Regions from separate parts of the Zea mays genome. Here region 1 is linked to region 2. A link is a contact called in public Hi-C data. All regions are on one chromosome and are shown on one strand. The core of a region is the stretch at or near the end of the contact, and the rest is flanking DNA. Distances in the headings are between cores, read along the strand shown. Region 1 holds the start of LOC100382585. Region 2 holds the start of LOC541754 (myb-related protein 308).

The links. Hi-C and Micro-C count contacts between places; a contact is called where the count stands out from the background.
Region 1: a Hi-C map of bundle sheath shows a contact between it and region 2, with 3 times the contacts expected there. The contact joins the promoter of LOC100382585 here to the promoter of LOC541754 in region 2. A contact is called at or near these places in 3 of 25 Hi-C or Micro-C datasets (bundle sheath, endosperm and leaf).

The regions. Positions count from the first base shown.
Region 1 is chr8:172,710,702-172,715,575 of Zm-B73-REFERENCE-NAM-5.0, forward strand. LOC100382585 reads left to right here and starts at 2,197. Exons shown (of 2, transcript NM_001175315.1): 1 at 2,197-2,841. The coding sequence starts at 2,365.
Region 2 is chr8:172,365,144-172,370,331 of Zm-B73-REFERENCE-NAM-5.0, forward strand. LOC541754 (myb-related protein 308) reads right to left here and starts at 3,779. Exons shown (of 2, transcript XM_008658794.4): 1 at 3,244-3,779; 2 at 2,472-3,141. The coding sequence starts at 3,506. The coding sequence ends at 2,649.

The DNA.
Region 1 (4,874 bases), core at 947-3,446, 340 kb after region 2:
AAGTTGGTCGAATAGAAATTATAGATAAGGTGAATAGGTGATGAATGTGGGGGTGGTGGGAGAAGGCCTTCATGTGAGTGCATATGACAGTGCCGGCTTCAATTCAAGCCCATGGGATGGTTCGTGAATCAGGCTGAACTTTTTCAATTAAAATAACACAAATAACGGCTTGATAAGCTTGGATAGGCTTGGCTAAGCTAAGGCTAGATCCATCACTGGGTGCTTTTAGCAATCTTGTCGACTCCTATAAGGCCAGTTATTGCGTTCTAGTTTTTTATTATTATTGCAACGATGCTAGTTAAAGAAAAAGAAACTACACGCCGCTCTGATTGAATGCACCGATCGATTGATTTCCGATTCATATTCGCCACCCATCATCCATGGACCAATCATAAGCTGCACATGAAGGTCCAAGAGCCTAGATATGATCTTATATTGCTCGCTCTCTGTTCTTTTTATTTAACATAGTTTTGTCTCCTAAATTATTGAACAACCATTTATTCCATATCATTTTTTTATATTTATAAATCTATAATAATGGATAGTATGTTTGATTACAAATCTAACTATACCAATTTTATATTGTATTAACTATAAATACTAGTCAAATTATTGATAACAAATTCAAAAACTAATTTTCGGTAGTCGTGTGCGCTTTATAAAAGAGGAATAGTACGCTGAGAAAAAGGGGCATCGATTGCTGCTGCTGCTGCCACCACCTACAGCCTCTCTCTTTCCCGTCTGTTCCCTTCCCTGGAAAACACGGCGGGGCGCCGCCAAATCATGGAGCCGGCGCTATCGTTCGACGCCATGCCGCCACCATGTGAGAGCGTGTACGTCCGCGGCGGCGGACCACCGTTATTAACCGGACACTCAAGGTATAATTGGTAGTAATTGCTACACTGTATCGCAATCAAAAAAATCGGTACACTGTATTAGGGCGGCGACACGCAGGTTCTGTGCATATCTTGCTCACAGATAACGGGCATAACTTAGTCCTTAGCCGTTTGCGTGTCGCGCGGCGCGTAGTAGCCCGTGTGTGGGTGTGGCCGTGCCAAATGGTGGCATGGGCTGGTACGTACGCCGCGCAACTGCACGTCTCCTTCGATCGGCCAGTCAATTCAGGCGGGGTGGGGAGGGACGGCCGGACCATGACGTGCGCGCGCGCGGCAAGTCCAGGTGACCTGCCGAGTGCCGACTCCTTCCGGGGAGGTTGATGTGCGCATAAAGCCTGCGCTTGACGGTGGCAGGCGTGACCGTCCGGTCCAGAATCCAGTCTCCTTCCCTGCTTGCCGAGCCCTCGAGATCGGCTGACTGAGTTGTACCTGTACGTGCGTGCGTGTGGCCAATTGACCTTCAGCGGGGTGCGTCAGGGGGCAGTGATGTGGACTTCGCAGTCTTCGCTTGTGTAGTATAGTCGTAGTTTTATTCCTGTATATTTGCTTGCATGCAGGGGGTGGGGTGGGTGGTGGCTGGCGGTGAGCCGGTGAGAGGCGTGGCCGCGTGTGGCGTGTGCCAGCGAATGAAGATCTTTTGCAACCGTGAATTAGACCGATGCTAACTAACGCCGTAACAATGTTAGCATCAAATATCATATATATATATATATATATATATATATTAAAATATAGATTTGGTCTAATTGTTCGGATACCCGTTTTCATCTCTATTCTAACTAGCATCAAATATCCGATGTGATTGAGATTAAAGTTGAGTAGTACACAGAACCAAACAACAGACAGGCAGACATGATAACTTGGACCTCAACTGGCTTCCTCCACATTCGTCGCGACCTCAATTGGCTTCCTATTACATTTACATCACATTGGATTTTTGTATCTGGTGCACTAGTTTTTGCATCATATAATTAACCCTTGTATTTACACCAACAACACACGTACATTCAAATATCGAATAGTGTCAACAATGAGAGTATGGATTCCCCTACAGTCAGCCGAGGCGTACCAAACGGCGAACCGGAAGCAGCTCCAGTTGTCCGCACACGCCGTGTCTGTCGCGCCAACGTCCGTCAGCAAGGACCAGAGTGGGTGCAGTGAGTCGGCATATTGGTGTTGGGTCTGAGCCTGCGTGCTCCCGTGCGTAAGTGGCTGTCTTAAGTACTAGCGTAGCCGAAAGAGACGGTATGCATTTTGTAAGGAAAACTTAGTATCCTGGAATAGAACTCCTCTGGTTCTCCTATTCTTCTCCTCCTCCTTCCAGGTTGCTAACAGAGTGGTATCAAAGACACCTTTCCTTGGCCGTCCGCCATGGCTTCTCCACCCATCGATTCAGCCCTCACGCTCGCCCTCGAACACCAAACCCGCTCCCTGTTGTCCGAGTTGGACAAACGGTTGTCCGCCATGGATGTCAAGTGGGAATCCCGTGTCGGAGAGCTTGAATCTCAGGTCTCTGCATCCAGCCGCCGCCTGGATTCCGTCACCACCGACCTCCGTGCGGATGTGGAGATCCAGTTCTCCTCAGCCGCCGATCACCTCCACCAGATCGAAGCTGACGTCAAAACTCGCGTCGCCGCCCTCCAATCGACTATGCACGTCTTCGAGCTGTGGCGCCCTCGCGTGGAGGCATCGGTCGAGTCCCTCCACTCCTCCGTCGATTCGATCCGCGCCGAGGTCTCCAAGATGGGGATCCGCTGGTCCACCGACGCCCGTGTGGATGGATCTGGACAACCCGGTCTCCTCGGTGCGCACGGGTCTGGATCCGGAAGGGTCCCTGCTCCTGAAGAACCTCCAGATCGCCCACGTTTTGGGTCCTGCTTCGAGAATTACTACCGGGATAGTGGGCACGTGCACCCCGGTGCCGACGCTCACTACCCGGTCACGGGTATGTGGAGCTCCCCTCACTCGCCCTCATTTTCATTCAACGCTCATTGTGGCCATAGTCAGGGTGATTGGGGTCAGCGTGGCCCACTTAGCCGTCACTGTGGGGGGTTACCTAAATTAAATTTCCCTACGTTTGATGGTACCTACCCTAAGCTCTGGCAAAAGCGTTGCGAAGATTACTTTGAGATGTATGCTACTGAGACTTTTGTCTGGGTTAAGGTCTCCACCATGCACTTTGTGGGTGCTGCGGCTCGATGGTTACAGTCCATTGAACCGCGTCTTCCGTCCATGTCATGGCGCCAATTTTGTCAAGCTATCCATGATAGGTTCGGCAGGGAGCAACACGAACTTGTTATTCGCAAACTCTTCCACATTAAGCAGACCTCCACAGTCCAAGACTATGTTGATCGTTTTTCAGAGTTAGTTGATTTGTTAGTCACATATGAACACACAACAGACCCGTTATACTATACCATGAAATTCATTGATGGGTTGAGGGATGACATCAAATCTGTGATTCTTGTACAACGTCCTGGCGATCTCGATACTGCCTGCTCCTTGGCTTTATTGCAGGAAGCTGGGGACTCGTCTCGGCGTCCGGATCCTGTTCATGGCGATTCATCTTATGCTGGCCGTTCGTCGTGGAAGTCGGCTGTTCCACAGTCTGCTCGCTGGGATCCATCGCGCGGTTTGGCTCCAGAATCCTCCAAAACTCCAACTCAGCCAGCGCCAACAATTGATTCCAAAGTGGCTTCTCTTCGTTCATATCGGCGTGCCAGTGGATTATGCCAGTATTGTGCTGAAAAGTGGAACAAGGGCCATAAATGTTCTCCAACTGTTCAACTACATGCAGTCCAAGAGATGTGGGAACTCTTTGATCATGACCAGTCAGATACTGATCCTGATTTCCAAGATTCATCAGACCAGTTCGCAGTAATGTTGTCCCAGGCAGCCATTTCAACCCCAGCCAAGGCCCAAGCATTCAGACTTCAAGGCTGTTTGCAAGGCGTGGAATTGTTGATGCTTCTTGACTCTGGCAGTTCACATTGTTTTCTGAACACCAACAGCGTTGCGGCAATCACTGGCCTTACTCTTGTGTCGACTCCGCTAATGGTCACCGTAGCCAATGGTGAGGTCCTTACATGCACTTCAGAGCTGGTGGAAGCAGACTGGACTTTACAGGGTGTCCCGTTTCGCACAACATTCAAGTTACTGTCCTTACCTCACTATGACGCAATCCTTGGTATGGATTGGCTACAGCAGTTCAGCCCAATGTTGATAGATTGGAAGAACAAATGGCTGTCTATACCATTTCAAGATCAGCTTATTGTCCTGCGTGATTGTCAGTCATTGGTTCCTGCTGGTTCGTTGTTGGAAATCCGTTCCGTGTCCTCGACATCGACACCACAACATTTATTTTCAGCCACGACTTCTGCTGTTCCTGAGCCGGTTCGTTCCTTGCTGCAACAGTTTGATGCCTTGTTTCAACCTCCTACAACGTTGCCACCGAGCCGTGCATGTGATCACTCCATTCCATTAGTGGATGGTGCTCGCCCAGTTAATATACGACCTTATCGGTTGTCCCCTGCACTGAAGGACGAAGTGGAATCCCAAGTGGCTGAAATGCTTCAAAATGGCATAATTCAAAACAGTTCCAGTGCCTTTTCCTCGCCTGTCCTCATGGTCAAGAAAAAGGACAATTCATGGAGGTTCTGTGTCGATTATAGGCACTTGAATGCCCTCACAGTTAAATCTAAGTACCCAGTTCCCATCATCGATGAATTATTGGATGAACTAGCTGGCGCCTGTTGGTTCTCTATATTGGATTTGCGAGCTGGATTCCATCAAATATTGCTCAAGCCTGGGGAAGAGTACAAAACAGCATTTCAAACCCACACAGGACACTATGAATTCCGGGTCATGGCATTCGGTCTCACTGGGGCGCCTGGCACATTTCAAAAAGCCATGAATCATACTTTGGCTCCTCTTCTTCGTAAATGCACTATTGTGTTCTTTGATGATATTTTAGTCTAC
Region 2 (5,188 bases), core at 2,529-5,028:
CGGCGCGCGCTCCCTGCTCGCAGGAGATGTGACGGGAGGCGAAGCGTTTTTTTTTTTTTTTTTTTGTAACGTGTCGAGTTGGTGAGCGGTGAGCCGTCCCGTCACGCCGCCGTGGCAAGCTTTTCGGCGGCGCGTGCTATGGTCTATGGAAGATTGGAAGCGGAGAATCATGGTGTCACCGGTGGGGAAGTGGAGGCAGTTCCGGGTGGGTGGGTACACGGACCAATCCCGCCTACGCCACGTCACGTCACGGCGTAGCTACTGGGATAGATATGGAAGTGCGTGAAAGCCTCGATCCAACTGACCAGCTCGCGCTGTCCCCCCGATCCAACTGTCCAGCTCGCGCGTGTCCGCACGGATGAGACTGAATTGACATTGACGGCATGGTGGTGGACACGACACAAGTGGGCGGGGCGGAGCGGAACGGAAAGCCTGCGCCAACTTGCTGTAGAGCTCGTGGCGGCGGCAAGGACGCAAGGTGATCATCGGAGGACATAGAGTTTGGAACTTGGAAGCGTGAGCTTCGTGCGTGCCAATCAATGATCCGCAAGCCGCGACCGCGAACGAGGGAAAAGGCGGTTTGGTAGGTTTAGGTAGGGGGACTTGTCCGCGAAGTTACAGGTAACGAGAACTGTCGTTGCCACAAGTATCTCGCCACGCCACGGGGACGGGCGTGGAAAAAACGTAGTACCTGGCAAGATGAAATCGGCGACTGACAAGCAACCTGTGTGGTCCGGTAACTATCGTTGCTGCAACAAGTCATACATGTAAATCGGCGATCGACTGACACATGCGCGGAACTCCACGGCAACTATCGTTGCTGCGACAAGTCATACATGTAAACGCCTGTCTTTCTAAGTTCCAACCAACAAAAAAAACCCGAATGACACAGATGTAAATGCTCGTCTTCGGCTAAATTACTTTGCAAACAGAGAAACCGGATGATTAGAAAGAAAGTTCGTGGTACGTTCCACCTGGAGAGTTTACATTCGTGGTACGTACGTGGCATGAACACACATATATAGACTATACTAGAGTCTGGGAAAATCATCTACCTGACTGGTGGGTGAGCTCCGCCCGCTGTCAGCACGCAGCAGCGAGGTACGACAAAACACGATGGCCGGTGCACCGGATTCTGAATAACAAGATGGGCGGGGGACCCGTTAACCAACCCTCTCTTTTTTTTCAGGTGCCGCGATGAAAGAGAAAACCCTCACATGGACATGGACCTTCGGGGTACATACATAAATACCCAGCATTCTCTAGTCTGTAAGCACTGTGCGGTACTACTACGTGACACGGACCAAAATGTCAAAGACTTTGAAAAATCGCTGGCGCGAGCGTTGATTAGGCCAAAAAAAAAAGTTTTAAGCCCTGGTACCCATCGATGTGCACGTCGGACACTTACCCGCAACCGCAAGAAACTCTGCTCGTCCACGGTCTGACGAGAGGATAAAGAACTTTTATACTCCGGCGGTTTCCAGGCTGACAGGTGACAAGTGGTACATGGAAAGCTCCAAAGTAAAAGGAAGATCCCGATGGGATGGGGGGTGGCTCATCTCCTTTTCCCTGGGGAAATTTTTCATCCTAGACGCTGAGCTCTAGCCAACAGCTCGGAACGGCGGTTGCGGTTATACTGCGGGCAGAGTGGCCACTTGCACGCGTGTCCATCTCGCTATCTCTGTACAGTACGTGTGAATGCAGCTTCGCTAGGGACAATCCTATGGTTGGAGGGGTTTATTGTTCGTTCCTATTATATCACTACTCGGCCAGTATTAGAAAATGACTGGAAACGTGGAGGATTACATGGAATCCAGCGAGCGGGGCGGCCGCCGGCGCTGATCTTTGTTTGCGCTTTTACTCGTGTTCCCACTGTCGTTTTTACTAGTCGACCTACCTGGGTTGGGTTGGTTGGCTAACTACCACTACGGCACCCACCATGTTCACGCCTTCATCCAATGCTTCTTTCGTTGGCGTCACTCTCACGGTTAAACAGCAACGAAAAAACCCTTTTTTCCCCAGAAAAACAAGGCCATGTCATGTCAGTTTCTGCAAAATTCTCCGTTGCCTAATCCACGTTATAGCTTCGTGCTTTTCGTAGTTCTCCTGGGAGCACCCAGATTTTTTTTAAAAAAAATCGCGTACCTACCAACCAACAGGACGGATTCTCAGGTCTCAGCACTACTACTATATGTCTAAATCCCATCCCATCCCATCCCACCCCATCCAGGGCTTGTTCGGTTAGCTTCCAATCCACATGGATTGAGTGAGATTGGGTGGGTTTAAATCCCAACTAAGTCAAACTCTTTCTTAATTTTTTTCAATCTCATCCAATCCATGGGTAACGGGATTAACCGAACAAGACCCCACATGGGTGACATGGCACGAATGTCACGCCGGGCCGCCCGAATCGAGTGCGCAAGATCACACGGTGCGCCCAAGCGACGAACCGTGCAATTAACCCTAAAAAGGAAAACGGAAATAAGAAATAGATCGGTTTTGAAGCGAGGGGAACACGAGAAATGATGCTATGCTCTCAATCTCTCATCATCCATCCACATCAGTCATCATCTCCATTAGAAACTCTGTTCTGTGGTTGTTTTTACAGGTTTGCTTCTGCCGGCCTACTGTGATCGACGACGCCTGCCTTATATGTACTGGCCCTCCTCGAGCGGCCGGAGAAACCGGAACCCCGCCGCCGCCGGCGAGGGGGACTTGCAGCTACAGGCCTCCCCGCTGCGGACACCGAGGTGGTAGCACAGGCAGATGGTCGTCGTCCGCTGCTGCTGCTGCTGCTGCGACGTGGGCGTCGACGCGGCGGCCGCCGGCGTCTTGGGCGGCGAGCACGGCGGGCCCACGGACAGGTCCAGGTTGAGGTCGGGGCACCGCGGCGCGTGGTCGGCGCTCCCGCCGCCGCTGCTGTGGCCGCCGTCCTCCGACGGCGCCGGGCGCGCGAACAGCACGGTGGGCGGGCGCGCGGGCGACGGGAGGCCGGCGGTGAGGGCGGCGGCGGCGCTCAGCGGGCGGTGCGTCTGCGGGTCGATGCCGCGGGTCAGCAGCTTGCGCTTGATGTGCGTGTTCCAGTAGTTCTTGATCTCGTTGTCCGTGCGCCCCGGCAGCTGCCCCGCGATGAGCGACCACCTGCGCGCGACGGGCCGGCCGACGATGGGAAAATGATTGAGTCGAGGAGGAGGGAAATAATGGTACCGGCGGGCGGGCGGCGAACTGAGACTGAGTGCTTACTTGTTGCCGAGCAGGGCGTGGAGCTTGATGATGACCTCGTCGTCGTCGTCCGTGAAGTTGCCGCGCTTGAGGTCCGGGCGGAGGTAGTTCATCCAGCGAAGCCGGCAGCTCTTGCCGCAGCGGAGGAGGCCGGCGGCCTTGGGCAGCGAGCGCCAGCACCCCTCGCCGTGCGCCTTGATGTAGGCGATCAGGCGCTGGTCCTCTTCCTTGGTCCACGCGCCCTTGTTCGTGTGCGCCTTCTCGCAGCACGGGGACCTGCCCATCCTATGCCTGCCGCTGCTCGCCTTAGGGCGCAGGTGTTTCTTGGCGGCCGCCACTGAGCTCTATCTACTCTAGTCGGTCGATGTTGCCTGGGGCTTCGATTGGTTGTTTATTGTAACAAAGAAGAGGGGAGACGGAAACGGAAGAAGATATGGCAGGCCAGGGAGGGAGGCGCATATATATGGCAGTGGCAGTGCGTGTGCGTGCTAGACTCGCATGCCTTGCCTTGCGCTTGCTTGATCCGCCGGCGCCGGCCCCGCCCGTGTGCCGTGTGCGTTCCTTGCGCTTGCGGCCGATGGGTCGTATGGGTAGCGTGGTGAGTGGCTAAAAAGGCGAGTGTTTCTTTCCAAGGAAATTACACTTTAGATGCGCATTAGTTCATTACCAAATTCAGGGTTCGCTCTATATTTCAGCCACCTTTTAGATGCGCTACTCCTCCTACCGGCCTAGTACGTAGGTAGCAGTGAGGCCAATCTGTCCATCATCCTCGGTGGAGTAGTTTCCTAGGTACGCAACAACTCCTATTACACTTGTACCAGCACTAGCTTCTCTTTTCAAGCTTTACCTCTCCCGCTAGTAGAGATAGATTTTTTTTTTCTTCTTCATCTGGTGGTTAGTGAACCCAGCAGAGCAGCCATAAGCTCGGCGCGGAAGGACCAGTTCATGATGATTCAAGAAGGAAAAAAAAGGCCGACACGAGAAGGCGGGGAATGAGTTTGGTACTTGTTTCCAAAATCTGGTGGAGCAACCGCCACCACCGATTGGCTAGCTACCCCATGAGCTGTTGCATGTGCTCGTAGCGTTTCGTCATGTATGGCTATGGCCTCGTCTCTCCGGTGGTGGACCCGGGAGCCAATAATTTAGTAGTAGGCCTGACCTGATTAGGTAGTTCGCGCGCCAGGAAAGCCGTGTAGATTGAGGAGTTTGATAGCGTTGGTGGGCTCGGATCGCCTAAACCAGAGAGGGCCACGGGCCAGCGTGCGCCTCCGGATCAAAACGAACATGCCCCCCTTTACGTTGGGAACAGCTCTGGGTCCCCGGCACGGCCGCCGGATCCGCCGTCCGATCACCGGCACGTACCAAGATGTTTTGATTATACAGTATACATACCGGCCACAGGGGACCGTTATAAAGTATGGGAACGCTAGTAAACCACAATAATAACTCGAGATCTATATATACACAAAAGGGTTAACGTGTAAGAATCAAAATACTCATCTAGGTTGATGTCGTCGTCTCTCTCACTATACCGCGCGGCGCATCTAATACATCGCTGTCTTTCTTCTCAGCGTGCACGAGACACTAGTGTCACGCCGTTTCATCTCTGCACGTGTAGAAGCTATGGAGGCGCTTTTGCCGTTATTGCGACGTTGACCAACAACAAAATTAAGAAGCATGGGTGAACATGTTGTTGCTGGTGGTACATGAGAATGTACAGACTGCTATTACTATACCTGCCACCAGGTTAAACAAGAGCGACGACAAAGGGTCTCTCGGTCTCAAAGCCTTGAAAATTTTGAAAATGATATTTCTTTCCCCATTAATATTAACACACTTTACCATTTTCCACCGTCCTCATCGCCATATCACACCATTTACCGAGGAAACCCTTTGATTTCAAAACCTCGGCTAAGAAATCTCATCTGACTTTATCGTATGCTTTTTCAAAGTCTATCTTTAAAAT